Regions from separate parts of the Anser cygnoides genome. Here region 2 is linked to region 1. Evidence: chromatin contacts called from public Hi-C data. All regions are on one chromosome and are shown on one strand. Each heading gives the region's core, a stretch centred on a gene start, on an enhancer-like site or on the middle of the called end of the contact. The rest is flanking DNA. Distances are from core to core; before and after follow the strand shown. Region 1 holds the start of OXSR1 (oxidative stress responsive kinase 1). Region 2 has its middle 100 kb from the start of XIRP1.

Region 1 (7,347 bases), core at 4,626-7,125:
TTTTTTTCAAATGAGATCTCTTTACATTCCTATCGACATAGTAATAAGCAATGAGTCACTGTTACACTGAACTATTAAACTATTATTGTAAACTCATGTCATTAGAATCTGTTAATGTGAACCACTAACCTTGCTTGGCCTCGGCGTAGCTGGATTCAAGAAGATATCATCCATTTATAAGGGTAAGAACAATATTCCCTTACACTTCTCATTCCCAGATGGCAAAAAATAAATGAAATCTTATTCAACCCTATCTTTTCTATTTCTAGGGTTTCTCTTCTCACTGCCTTTTAAAGTGAATTCATCTTGCTTCCTTGTGACGTCACAAAAGATGTTTTATTTTATTTCTTCAAAGTTTGCCAGCTGTAAATGGGGCAGATTTGGCCTGGGCACTCCCAGCTGCCAGAATATCCATACAGTATCACCTGAAAGCAGCAGTTTCTCTTCCCAAAGACTGCTTTCTTTGTTCAGTCCTGCCACGACCAGCCCTCAGGATACGATGTGAGTACCCAGGGACACTCAGGACTTCTTTGCTGCAACAGCAAGCGGCAAGGAGGCGATCTGGCATTATTAAGCTGATTTCTGTTAGGAGTTTTATCTGTATTTTTATAGAAGAGTTTTGCTGAATAATAAAATGTCTGAAATGGTCTTAAATAGAGGCACACCCACAATGCTTGACGTAACAGAGCCAACAATCTTTGGCCTCTCTTCATATCCTACAAACGAGGAGTCCGTCCAGGTGTACCCGCTTGTGCAGCAGGGTTTGGATGCTTGCATCAGACTTATGCTGCACTTTTAATGAAGAAGAGAAAAGCTCTAAAACGCATTCTTATTCCCCCTGTCCTGCTCAGCTGTTTAGCAAATGCTTTCTGATTTAGCCTCCACAGAAAAGGCCAGTGGGAAAACCATTCTGTCCTGATAAGCTGTTCCAAAGAGACAGCAAGATTCCTGGGGTTTAAGGAAGTACGAGCAAGAGAATTGTCTTTCATCAGCTTCTTTAAAGACACAGCATTGCTGTAAGCCAGAACAGGGCAAGAACCGATTATTAAATTGTGGTTCAGGTATGTGGTAATCAAGATCTTGTCATAATTATTTCTTAAACCTAGTATCAATTTTATATTAGATTTAAAGGAGACAGCAAAGCTGTAATTTCTTAGAAGGTTAACTGGCTTGCAATTTGTACACTTAAAAAAAGCATAAACGTTGAAAAAAGAGTAAGGAGAAAAAAACTGTGTTGTTCATAAGCTCTTTCCTTGTTTCCTAATGCTTAAAATCTGGGGATCTTTCAGTGGAGGAAGTGAGAGAACGGTGCAGCGTTTCTGCTGAGAGGCCGTGGGATGGGATAAGGAGCGTGTTTGCAGAGCGAAATTTGGTTTCAGTGCACACGCTGTAAGAACCAGAATCCACCTGTTGGAACCGGGCCTTCAGCTACTTGACTTCAAAGTGACCTCAGAGGTGAGTTTAAATGCCTTAGCTCACCGGCAGTGAATGGCGGGGCGGAGGTGCCTGGTGCTACACGGGCCCATTTACGAAAACCTGTCGGTGTGGTTTAGACTGGCACTGGGTTCGTGTTTTGAAAACAACTACTATTAAAGACTTTCTCCAGTCGGAGGCTTTTAAACCACTCCTCCTTACTCCACTGCACGGTCCTGGGCAAAAATGCCATGAAAAATACCCGGAGACAATGTGCTCGCCTGCCTTTGCTACCTCGTTCTTTATTAAATAAAGCTGCTATTGGATAGAGGAAGATTCCTTCAATAAACCTGAAAGTATTTCCACGAAGAAAGAATAGCAGGCAAATTTTGCAGGGAAACAAGGTCAGGCATTCTGCTTGCCGATGCACACTTGTGCTATTGTGAATGCAATAATACAGGCATTGTTGGGCTTCCTCTTGCTTTAGTAACCCGTGCCCGTACCAAGCAGTTCAATAAGCACATTAACTGCTATTGTTTGTAGGAATCGTGGTAGCTAATGCACAGTCACTTACAAACAGCGGTTTATGGTGCCCTAAAAAGCTTTTAACTAGAAATGTGGCAGTAAATGCCGTGGCCCAAAACACTACTGAACTGTGACACTAAATGCCTCTGCATGACTGTTCTGAAAGAGCGGCTTCAAGTTCAGCCATACCACGAAGCAAAGAAGCTATTTGAGAGGCTGCATGAATAGTAAGATGAAATCTGCAATGCCTTGATAAGCGAACGAGTTCAGACTCGTTTTCTATAATCCAAGTGTAAATGAAATTTATTTATGGTTGCACTTATGACGATGATAAAATGTATTACCAATCATCACGGATTTTACAGGTACTAAAGGCAGTAACTTCTGTGCACTAAATGTGAGAACCACCACTCTATCCATTAAACATCACTTTTATGATAGCCAATATTACCTGAATGGAAAAAAAAGGCAAAGGGCTGGGTAGTGCCAGTAAGTTTCATTGAAACAATAAGTCATTGGCTCACAAAGGCAGGAAACCATGTGCCTTACGAGAATGAGAGCATTTGGTGCATGCGTGTGTGTGCCTGCCTGTTCTCGCTACCTCCAGAGGCTCAGGGCATGTCGATGAGGAACATGTGCCCCGGGTGTCAGAAGAAAGTCTTTCTGAGCTGCAGAATCAATGGGAGGTGGGGACTGCCCGCTCTAATCGTTGCGACGTTTTATTTTAGTTTCACTCAAAAAGTACGGGAAACCCAGGTGTGAGAGCTTCCCTTGGCCTGCAGCCTTCCTACCTGAAAGAAGTCCGGAGTTTTTCCGCTTCTTGGTCTCTCCTAAAGCCTGGAGGTGGATACACAGGAAACTGTTTTTCCACTTCAGATTTCTACTAAAATGTCTTGTTATTACAACAAACCACTTGATTCAGCAGCACCACTTCACAGGCTGTTTTATAAATAGAGACGTTTCCTCTGCCCTGAAGAGCTTACAACCTACACGAGACAGACAAAATACAGCAAATCAGGAAAAGTAGGATGAGCAGAATATTAATGGTGAAACAGGAGAAGGTGCTGCTTGAAGGTGTGAAGTGGGCTAAGGATTAAGATCTTCGTGGAAGACAGCTCCCTTTTTTCATCCTTCATCAGACTGCCATTGAAACAACTCGCTGAATGAACGAATGAGTGAATGAATGCAACAGCAACGTCTGTTCCAAAATGTTCATTTAAAATTTCATTAAATGGTCATTTAAAAAATATTACAAAATCTGTGGGATCCAGATTTTACACGAATGAGAGATTTTGCTGTAAACATATAGAAGTGCGTATTTCACTGCAGACCTGAAAAGTGAAAATACCCCATTCACTTGTATATGTTCAAGTGGCCACTGGTGGTCTCGTCAGTTCACATTTCAGATCTTAATTTTGATCAAAGCCCGTGCTAATTCATAAAGAACGGGGTTCATTGTGGGCCTAATCCTGTCCCATTGATCTAATTCAATAGGAGCTCTAGCGCTGCCTTCAGGCGGTGATTCTTCTACCTAAACCAAGAGAATTCAAAATATGATTCCGACTCTAAATAAACACTGTGGTAAAATTAGGCATATGTATCACTGTGGTTAGAAAGGCTTAAAGCACGCGCTTAAATACTTTCAGGATCAGGGCCTCTGTCTTTTTTTGTTGCTGATGCCTGGCTCAGATCCTTTTTTAACATGCTGTTACTATCAGAAACATGACACTGGGCACCTGAGCGCATGCTCTGGGGTAAAACCTACTTTTAATTGCTACAAAAACTGCTTTTATAACATAGTTAAAAGATCAGAGAGACAGTTCCAAGCAGTAATTAAAGCATATTTAGCAAATACGCAATATTGCTTGGCAGAGGCATGTTTAACGCAGGCAAGTAGGAAAAACGAACAGCTTTTAAGTTGAAAGCTCTGCCTTATGGACAGAGACCATCTTTGTTCAGTGTCTGTAAACTGCGCCAAGATGGGCCTGTTGGCCTCTTGCATCTGTAGGACAGAAAAAGACTAGGAAGAAGGAGATGTTGTCCTGTGTTAGGTTGCACAAGTGAAAATACTGGAGTCACACCATGCATTTGGCAGGGTGCTATGGCCCTCTACAAAGCCTGGTTCATCAGAGGCATCTCAGGAATTTGTCCTAATAAGCTAAAAATATGTGTAACTGATGTTCTTTGCCTCACAGTAGCATCTCCTGTCAAGCTATAAGAACAGTGACTGGCGAAGAACAATGAAACCTGACACAGAAATCCCAAATCTTGCCAGATTCTCCTGATGAATATTACTATGCCTGGCAATAGCAAGAGATGCAGTTTTTTATCTGTTTTATGTCAGTAAAGAATAAATCACCAAACTGTAAACACTTTAAACCTAAATATGTAGACAGCGGCCTACGTGGGTACCAGTTAGTCCCGTATTCCTCATTCTTTTAATTTTTATTTTTTTAACACTTCATGTATCCAGATCTCCAGTGCTTCAGCTACAGACATTTGAGCCATCAACTACAAGGCAAGGGTGTTGGATTTATCACCGAATATTGAAATTCAGTGGAGCTTGCAGAAACACCTGGCAGTGGGAAACCTTAGAATTGCATGACTTTGGAGGCGGGGAGGGGAAAACCAGACCTCCTGACCCCTTCATACCCCCGGGCCTATTTTTAATTGAGGAATGTGGATCCCAAAGCCAGGGTGGGGATGAAATGGAGGTGGGCGATGCCGTGGGGCCTGCTGCATGCAGCCAGCTGGGCCTCAGGGCTGACATGTCCCTCTGCTCCCAGACCAAGCCCAGGCAGGGCAGTGCCATCGCTTTTCACACACAACACACACAGGTCACCAAAAATTGGCATTTATTTGGTATCCTGTGTTTGGTTTTGGGCCCCTCAAGACCAGAAGGACATCGAGGCCCTGGAGTGTGTCCAGAGAAGGGCTTTGAAGCTGGTGAAGGGCCTGGAACACAAGTCCTGTGAGGAGCGGCTGAGGGAGCTGGGGGTGTTTGGTCTGGAGGAGGCTCAGGGGAGACCTCATTGCTTTCTGCAACTGCTTGAAAGGAAGGTGTGGGGAGCTGGGGGTTGGCCTCTTCTCACAGGTAACTAGTGACAGGACTAGAGGGAATGGCCTCAAGTTGCGCCAGGGGAGGTTCAGGTTGGAAATGAGGAGACATTTCTTCTCAGAAAGAGCAGTCAGGCATTGGGACGGGTTGCCCAGGGAGGTGGTGGCGTCACCGTCCCTGGGGGTGTTCAAGGAGAGGTTGGACGCGGTGCTTGGGGACATGGTTTAGTGGTGACACTGGTGGTAGGGGGATGGTTGGAGCAGACGAGCTTGGAGGGCTTTTCCTGCCTTAATGATTCTAGGATTGTGTGAAGGTGGATAAGCAATGTGTGCCCCCCCTACCAGGAGGGTTTCTGACACCCAAACACAGGGGATATCCACGGCACCCACCGCAGAGCCCACCCTGAGGCCTGCCCAGGGCTGCCTCCCCTCAGGGCAGCCCTCAGGCACCCGAAGGCCCTACGGGCGTAAGGACCCTGCAGAAGGACGAGACACGATTGACAACCCTCTCCGCCAATAGAAACCGCGGGTTCGGCGGCCAGCAGCCAATCGCTGCTTGAAGTCCGGTTTAAGCACGGCGATCCTCCCGCTTATTCTCCGAGGGAGGGGGGAGGATGCGAGCGGCCGCCATCTTGTGTGTGGCATCCCCACCCTTCCTTTCCATGCCTTTACCACCCCTTACTACCCCTTTCTCCCCCAGGCCTTTCCGCGCGACGTCCACCTCCGAAAATAACACCGGCGAAGCGAACCGCGGCGGCTCCCTTTTTTTTAGTCCGGATTAACCGAAAGGAGGGGGAAGGGGGGGGGGAAGCGCCACGCTCAAGATGGCGCCGGCGCCGCCCCGCTCCGGCGGGCGAACGTGGCGGCGGGTGACGTCAGCGCGCTCTGGGCATGGGCAGGTGGAGGGAGCAGGCAAAGTTTGGCCGGCGGTAACGGGAGGCGGCGGCGGGGCCGGGCTCGGGGCCGCGCCCGCTCCTCAGGGGGTCCCCCGGTACCTCAGGGGTCCCCTCAGCCCTCGGGGGCCGCAGCCATGGCGGAGGAGCCCAGCGCGCTGCCCTGGTCCATCAACAAGGATGACTACGAGCTGCAGGAGGTCATCGGTGAGGATTGGGGGGGGGGGACGGGAGGGGGGGGGGACGCGAGGGATTTGGGGGGGGCACCCACGAAATTTGGGGGGTGGGAGCCCCCCCCGTGGCTGGGGGGGGGGGGGCTGTGGGGTCCCCGCGTGTCGCTGTGGGGCGTGGGGGGCGTCGTGCTTTTCTCTCAGGGCCACGCAGAGGGGTGGGAAGGTGCCCCCCCATGTTTTGGGGGGGGGGGTTGTGAGGGGGAGATGCCTCCCTGTTTTGGGGTGAGGGGAGCTGCCCCCAGTTTTTGGGGGGGGTGTGTGAGAGAGGGGGGAGCTGCCCCCCCCCTATTTCTGAGGGGGTTATAAGGGGGAGCCGCCCCCTTCCCTTAATTTTTGGGGGAGGTGAGGGGGGAGCCGCCCCCTTCCCCTATTTTTTGGGGTGGTGTGAGGGGGGGAGCTGCGCCCTTTCTCTAATTTTGGGGGTGTGCGTGAGGAGGAGTTACCCCCTTCCCCCAATTTTTGGGGAGGGTGAGGGGGATCTGCCCCCCCCCCCCCGTTTTGGGGAGGACGAGGGGGGATTGCCTCCCCTATTTCTGCGGGATGTGTGTTAGAGGGGTGTCTGGGAACCCCTTTTTCTTTTTGAGGGTATCCCCCTGCTGGGAGGGAGGTGTCTTGTAGGGGGGTCTTCCCCTCGTTGCAAAGGGAGGAGGGGTTTGGGGGGGGGTCTGCACCCCCCCCTCCTCGTGCATCACAGCGGGGCTGCAGAGATATGGGGTGGGTTGGGGGTCAGGGGTGCCCCTGGGGGCTCACCGCCCCCCTTTGGGGGCACCGAGACCATCCCGTGCCCCCCTTCTTTAGGGGGTGGTGCAGAGGGGGTGCTCCCTCACCCCTCCGTCTCCTGCCCGCATCGGGCCTGAGGGTGCCTTGGAAGGAAACCCCACGTCTCTCCCCGAGCAGCCCCGTTCGTTTTGGGGGGGCGCCTCCTCCCCACGCAGCCCCTGGCCTCTTCGGAGCTTCGGTCCCATCGGGGGAACGCAGGATTTTTGCGGTGCCGCCGTCCGGCCTCTTATCCCGGCCTTTTTTGCTGCCGCCGTGGATTTTCATTCATTGTCCTCTCGACTCGAGGCCCCAGCCCTTGCTCTCCATTAAATGATTTTTTCTTTTTTTTTTTCCCCTCTCCTTTCACATCAAACTGCGTGCTCACCCGAGGCCCCCCCCAGCTGTACCGATTTATTGCCTGCCCCGACCATTTCTTTTCAGGGGGTTTGTTTGAGGGATAAGCCGCT
Region 2 (6,673 bases), core at 3,042-5,541, 260 kb after region 1:
CAGGTCTTCTTCTCAGAAAGCAACAATACATTTTTTGCGTGTTTGGGGTTGGTGTGTGGGAATCCAGGAGTCATGGTTTGATTTTGGGGTGGGGAGAGATTTGGCACCACAGGCAGAGAAGTGAGGAGTCCATTGCACCAGGTACTAACAAAGTGTTAATAATGCTTGTCACACATTTGGATACTGTGGGATCTGGGGCCTGATCCAACTCACTGACTGCAGTGGGAAAGTCCATGGATTGACTTTATTTGGTGCCAGGTCACCTCACAACCCAGTAAGTAACTGGAGGGTTCGGAAACGGCCAGGACGCAGTGCTAAGTGAAACACTTGCCGCTGTGTGTGTCTTTGTCTGCACTAGCAAAGGCCCTGTTTGAGTGGATCCAGAAGGCTTTTGTCTCAAATATTTACAATTTGTTGCTAAAAGGAGCTGCTGAGTGTGACTTGGGGGCCTTCTCCCCACCTTTTTGCCTGAGGGAGGTGCAAAACAATGCAAGGGAGCTGCACTTCCTGCCAGGCCGGTCTCGGCCTGGGGAGGGGATGAAAGAAAACCAACCACAGACAGCAGATGTCCGTTATTTAACTTAATACAGCCCACTGCGGGGGGCAGAAGAAGAACCTGTAGCAGACGGACCAGCTGAAAGCTCTGCTGGGGAACAGCCTTCCTACAGCTCTTGGAAAGGGCTGGGATGTGGAGCAGCCAGACCCTCAGCCACGTGCTGGGCTGCTGCAGCGAGCTCAAGTCCTCACTCGCTGTGGGTCACCGCATCTGCTTTGACTTTGCTGCAGCCAGTGAAAAGAGCGGGGAGCTGGTCCTTTGTCATTTATTAGAGGAGGGTTATGTCTCCTCTGGAGTTTTGGAACCCTCCAGTGAATCACAGAGAAAGCTCTGTTCCTGCCCAGCGCTGCTCTTCTGTGGTTTCAAAAGAAACTGTGCAAAAATGTTCATTCTTTCATTTCTAGAGTCTGTCCCTATAGGACTTTATTGGTGTCTCTCATCTTGAATTCAGTCTTTTTCCTGGCTTAAAGATAGCTGGTAATTGACTTACAGCTTCCTCTCCACAGGAAATTACAGTACCATATTCCCTTTTATGCCGGTGTGTCATGGAAACATTCCCGTGGATTTGGGGGAAAAGGAAGAATGAAAAGGTGAGAGAATGATAGAAATCTGCCTCTGGTCTTTAGTCTGCTGTGGCTTGCCCTGATGAGAGGGGCTCAGGTTTTGTCCTGATGAGGACGGTCACTAAGAAGAACTGCACGGTGTTCGTGGTCATCACAGCCCACACAGGGACTTTCACTTGGGTCTAGGTAATTAGTGTTCCTGAAGTTTTCTTGAAAGGTCACTCTTGCTTTTTCAAATGATGGCTGTTTCTCCTTGTCTGTTCCTAGAGAATGATTAGAGAGAGAAAAAGGTCCTTGTGTCCAGTCCTGGCTATATTCCTATTCCAGCTCAGAGTGTTACAAGACTGTCGTGGTTACCTTGAGTGCCCATGCAGAAAGGCATATCTGCATCTTCTTGTGGACTGTGGATTTACCAGCCACTGAACAGTGAAGGAGAAGACACTTCAAAGGCTCAAAAATCATACTTTCAGTGCAGGAAGCATGCTAACAAACCTACAGAAGAAGGAAGCCAATGCTAACCATATTAGCTAAAACTACAAAGTCTTTCAAGGTTCATTTGGCAGAACAAAACTGATTTCTGGGGATGGCCAGGAAGGCTGTTTCCCCTTTGGAAGTGGATTATACAAGCAGGTGCACGAAGCAGGTTTTATGATGGAGCGCAGTAACAGCTGGAGGTACCAGCACGGGATTGGGTTTCCTGGCTTGGCCCAAGATTATACATTACCACAGGGATTGCCAGAGATGTGCAGTCTGGTTCAGATCAGATAAGAGTATCTGCCTTCTCCCGCTGCCCTCTGTGGATGATACGACAAGACTGGCTCCCGGCGTGATTCTGTGGAGCTGAGCTCCATTCACCTCGGCAGGTAATTTGGTCTGGTGTGTTGTGGAGCATCAGAGCCATGGGAGCTTGAACTCCCATGGCCACAGCTGCTCATGGTGGAGCTGGTGAAGGAGGCACCTTCGTAATTCATCGCATGATCCAGCTTCCCCCTTTGTGGCCTCAGCAAGACGAGCAGCTACTAAACAGCTATAAAAGGCTTTTTCCTTCCGTTTGGTTGCGTGCAGATGGAGACTTGCTGTGGTACAGGCAAGTATGGACCACGTGCCCATGGCTGTGTCATGTTACTTGAGCATCTCCAGGTTGGTAGGTTGCTGTTCCCCTGTTATCCAGCTTTACTGCACCTATTTCTTCTAATATATTGATTTGGGGAAGGCTGGTCTGATAAATTTTCTTCATAGGAATCTAGATAGAAATAAAGCTGCCAAAACATCCATGCACAGGAAGGGCTTTTCTCTCATGTAATTGTAAGTAGGAGGACTGGTGATCTGCAGAAGGAGTCTTTGCATGATACCAGGTAAGCATGGCCCATAATCCACAAGCCCCTGTGGGATATCATCAGGTATCACCTTCAAAGTAAAGGGTCAACTCTGCCAAAGATTGCTATGATCCAATTATGAAACAGCACAAAGAGTCCTCCAGCACTTTACAAAATAGCACAGAGGTCCAAGACCTGACACAGGAGATGGCAGTGAGTAGTGCCGAGCTGGGATTTGAGGAACCCTGGATGTGACGTAGCCAACATTACAATGCTCTCATCTGAACATGCTGATCCAGCTTGATAAGGTGCTGTGGGAAGAATAAACAGCAAATCCACAGGGAAGTCTCACACCAGCAAACCCTAGTGAAGAGGAGAGGCAAATTCTAAGTAGCTGGAGTCCTTTGAGGTTTCTGGTCAAAGTGTCACGGCTGTTCAGAGAAGAGCCTGGAGAATAAAAGACTATAACCGTAACAAAGCAGTATAATTTAGGACTGTAACTCCTGGGGCTGTTGCTGAGCCATCAGGCAGGGGCTGCTGGAGAGCTGTGATATGAGACAGGATGACCTGGAGGGCAGCTCAGCGGGGGGAGACACGTGGTGATGGCCTGGCTGGGTGGGTAAAAGCACGGGGAGCCACTGGGGTTTGCTGTAGTTTTATCTCCTCCGAGATGCCTTGGCTGTACGCACAGGACGTGGCGTGCTGCCACACTCGGGGATGTCTCTGCCAGGGGGGATCAGAACTACAGAGGCTTTGGCACGTGTGTTGGAGCAGGGCTGGGTTGGCCTCTCAGGAGCTGCTGGAAACACGTGTGCTACCAGGCTGGGAGGAGAAATTTGGGTTTGAGAGCAGCCAGAGGGTACGTGCACCACCTCAACTCAATGGTGAAATATAAAGGTCCCCCCCAGCAGCACAAGGGTGTCTGTACTATTAGGCAGTGAGCACAGCACGGATGTGCTGGCATTTCCCAGGTGATGCCCAGGCACAGTGTGGGAGTTGTCACAGGGACATGGTCACACGTCTGTTTTGAAGGACAAGACATCTGTGGCATAGATGACATCAGTGGCATAGACGCAAGCGGTGCTCCTGCACCACACGTCCTCAGGACTGGAAAAGGGACTCGTGCCCACCCTGCTGGCATCTGCAGCCAGGATCGTGCCCTGAATCGGGGCTGGAAGTCAGGGAGGACCTTGCTGTCCATCATGTGCTCAAACCACCTCGCAAAATGGCCTCCTAGAGGGCTGTCTGTTCATTTGTAATCACCTCTGAGCTCTCCCCAGTTTCTGCCAGGTTAACACATGAACTCCTCTGCCCTGCAGTTTCTCAAAAAGAAAAAAAAATTAGGTGGGATCTGGGCTGCAAAATAGCAGCTGAGTGCTCTGCATAGCTACACTTATCTCCTGCAATGTGAACCTTTATTCTGGTACTTGAAGTTTGCCCTGATTTAAATATCCTGACAGTGGTGCATCCCCGTGGCTCTCAAGAGCTGCCATCATTTGAACAGCACTTTGCAAAAATACAAGCTGTGAAATTTCCTGGTTGCTTGGGAAAAAGCAGCGAGGAACTGCTGCTGGCTGCTGTCTTACAGCACAACGGAGCCGCACGCGGGTCGGCATTTCGGCGTTAAAAGTTGGTGAATAATAGGGCTAACAAAATAACAGAAGGTTCTTCCTTGCACTGCCCAGGGAACAGGAAATTCTGCACGGGCGAGCGCGCGGAGGTGAACAAAGCGTTAAAGCCTGGCAGAGCAGCTGCTGCTGACCTTCTGGTCCCAGCACCGCTAAACAAAGCTCCTGTTACAGCTGAACTTTAGTACCAACTTCTGCTGCTCCAGGGATCCTCGCAAAAGTACACAGTGAGCTGCAGCTAGCACGGCGTACCTCGCTGGGGTGGCGGTGAAGCCGGCAGAGGCCACCATGTCCTGTCCCCAGGCTGTCCCCAAAGCCCTCCTTTGCTGTTGCCAGCGGTTTAGGACTCATGAAGATGGTGATCAGTAGATGTTAATTGATATACCCCCCCTAAAGATCTGAATTTCTGCTGAGAGTCTTGGCGATGAGTTCCAAGGGTGAATTCCATGCACTTGGGAAAACATTTCATTTTATGTCTAAAATGTGCTTAATTGCAAATTTTCCAAGTAGTCCTGGGTATAATTGTTCAATATACATCTTTCCCTCCCTATTCACGGTTTTACAAGCTCTAATATCATATTCTCACAGAAATCTTTCATTTCAGAGGAAGAACCCAAATCCTTTCAGTCTGTTCTCACATGGGAGCCTCCCATAGCCTACATTTAACACTGGGCATCCTTGCTTCCTCCTGCATCACTTCTGCAGAAAACAGGATTTGAGGCAATTCCCAGCAGAGGACTTACAGTTATGGTCCAGGCTCTTAGTGTGGCATAATGACATGATGATATGTGAGAAAATTGTGGCAGTTCTCATCCTCCAAGGGGGATGATGCTGGAATATATAACAGGGTTAAAAAAAAAAAAAAAAGACATATTTCCAGGTGAGGCCCTGGAGTCTCCCTGATATTATTCAGGCCCCCAGACCATGAATAAGGAAACACTGTAAGAAATATCCTGCTGGTTCACCTCTTCAAAGAGATATCAAGGTAGTTTTGGGAAAATCAGCTCAAGGAGTGATTTCTAAGAGTCTTCTGATACAGCAAAGTCCCTCTGTGACCCTGCCCTTTCCTCTACATGATCACTTGGTCCAAAAACTGTGAATTTGTCCTATGAAATAATAAATAAGACTCAGCAGACTTTGACGGGGGTGTGGCACTTAATAGAGAAGTGGGACAAAAAATAACCAATATGGGTTGAAATAACAAAAACCATCACCTCGATGCTTTCTGCATGCAGCTGAGTTAGTTGGGTGCCTAGTTTTGACAAGTTGAGCTTTAAATTTGCCCTCATCCATCTCAGTACTTTTTATGCATCCAGCTTACAGTGAGGTCAACCCCAGAGCTGTCCAAGATTTACTTGTTGCAGCTCAGATCAAGAGCTGTCACGTTCCTTGGCCTTACTGCTCCCAACCTGTTGCCATTCTGCTGACAGAAGGGTGAGGGAAATGGGATCCATGTGGATGCTGAAGGTGGACATTGCTCCCCAGATGTGCAAGCATCTGGGGGATGTATTTTGGGAGGCAGGTGGGACACCCATCAGAGGATTACCTGATATTCAACAGTGAAATATTTGAGGTCACCCAAAAGATGAGCTCATTATTTCTAATATCGTTTCCTGGGTGCCTGGGAGGACGAGAACTGAGGAGCTGGGAGACTCTTTGGGCTTTCTTGTTCCCAGCCCAGTGGTAAGAAGTATTCCAAAGCGGGTGAGCTCTCACATGCATGGCTCACAGGCTTCTGTGAACAAAAGGCCATGCGAATTACCACGTTGGATCTCTCTGGGCATGTAACACCCTGTCGTGGCATGGCTGGTAACTTCAAGAAAGCTATGAGAAATGGAACATATGCACCACTCCTCCCACAAAAAGTTCCTCTGAGCTTTTAGTGAGCAACGTTTAGGGACTTCTTGTCCCCCCCAGTGGCAGGATAGCACCTAGATTGTGGGAGTCTGGTACCCAACTCCTCAGCATCCAGCCCGGGGAGACAGGGAGCAGCCACTTTGCCATCCATTTGTTAAAACTTGCGTGTCTCAGTTTGGACCAAACTGCCTACTGTGGAAATTGGTTTCATCAGACATCTGCCCTCAAAGCAACATTAATTACTCAGGATGAATCTTCACCTTTCAAAGACAGTCCAAACTCAACTCCCAGCTGATCTGTGCCTTAATGTGTCCCTGCGATGGAGCAGGACCAGGGCTTGAAAAGTGCCTTGGTTGCACCACAGGTGAGAGCTGCAATTCCCACATTGCAGCAAGTATTTGTGGTTGAAGCCATGAAGTCTGGCGAAAGGAGGTGAGTGCCTTGCAGAGATCACTTCGGGCTCTCTGAGCCTGTGGGGCTGCTCTTCTCCCACCAGGATGAGAGGCAGAGCTGCGCCACGCTGCCAGGCCTCCTGCATGAGTCACGCCATCCCTGTGGGGTTTTGCCCCCGTTCCTGGGTTTTCTTGAATTTTCACCTTCCCTTTTGAAAATCTGTGATCCTGATGGTTGCTAGGAAAGATTTGAAAGCAGACTGTTTTGCAAGGCTTAACACCTCAAAATTTACACTAAAATCTGACACTCCTTGGTTTCAGAAGCCTGCTGTGGGTGTGTGTGGAGGCACAGGCAGGGGCA

What was found. A called contact is a pair of places that touch in the nucleus more often than the background predicts.
Region 2: a Hi-C map of liver shows a contact between it and region 1, with 3 times the contacts expected there. The contact joins the enhancer-like site here to the promoter of OXSR1 in region 1. A contact is called at or near these places in 3 of 7 Hi-C or Micro-C datasets (granulosa cells and liver).

The regions. Positions count from the first base shown.
Region 1 is chr2:5,648,597-5,655,943 of Taihu_goose_T2T_genome, forward strand. It overlaps OXSR1 (oxidative stress responsive kinase 1), which reads left to right and starts at 5,876. Exons shown (of 18, transcript XM_048062313.2): 1 at 5,876-6,095. The coding sequence starts at 6,026.
Region 2 is chr2:5,907,265-5,913,937 of Taihu_goose_T2T_genome, forward strand. No RefSeq gene overlaps it. Among named protein-coding and RNA genes, the nearest start is that of XIRP1, 100 kb to the left of the region's middle. Within about 2 kb of position 4,292, at least 3 of the 3 cell types and tissues checked have open chromatin away from gene starts, as enhancers often do. A contact at or near this core is called in liver, where this site is marked.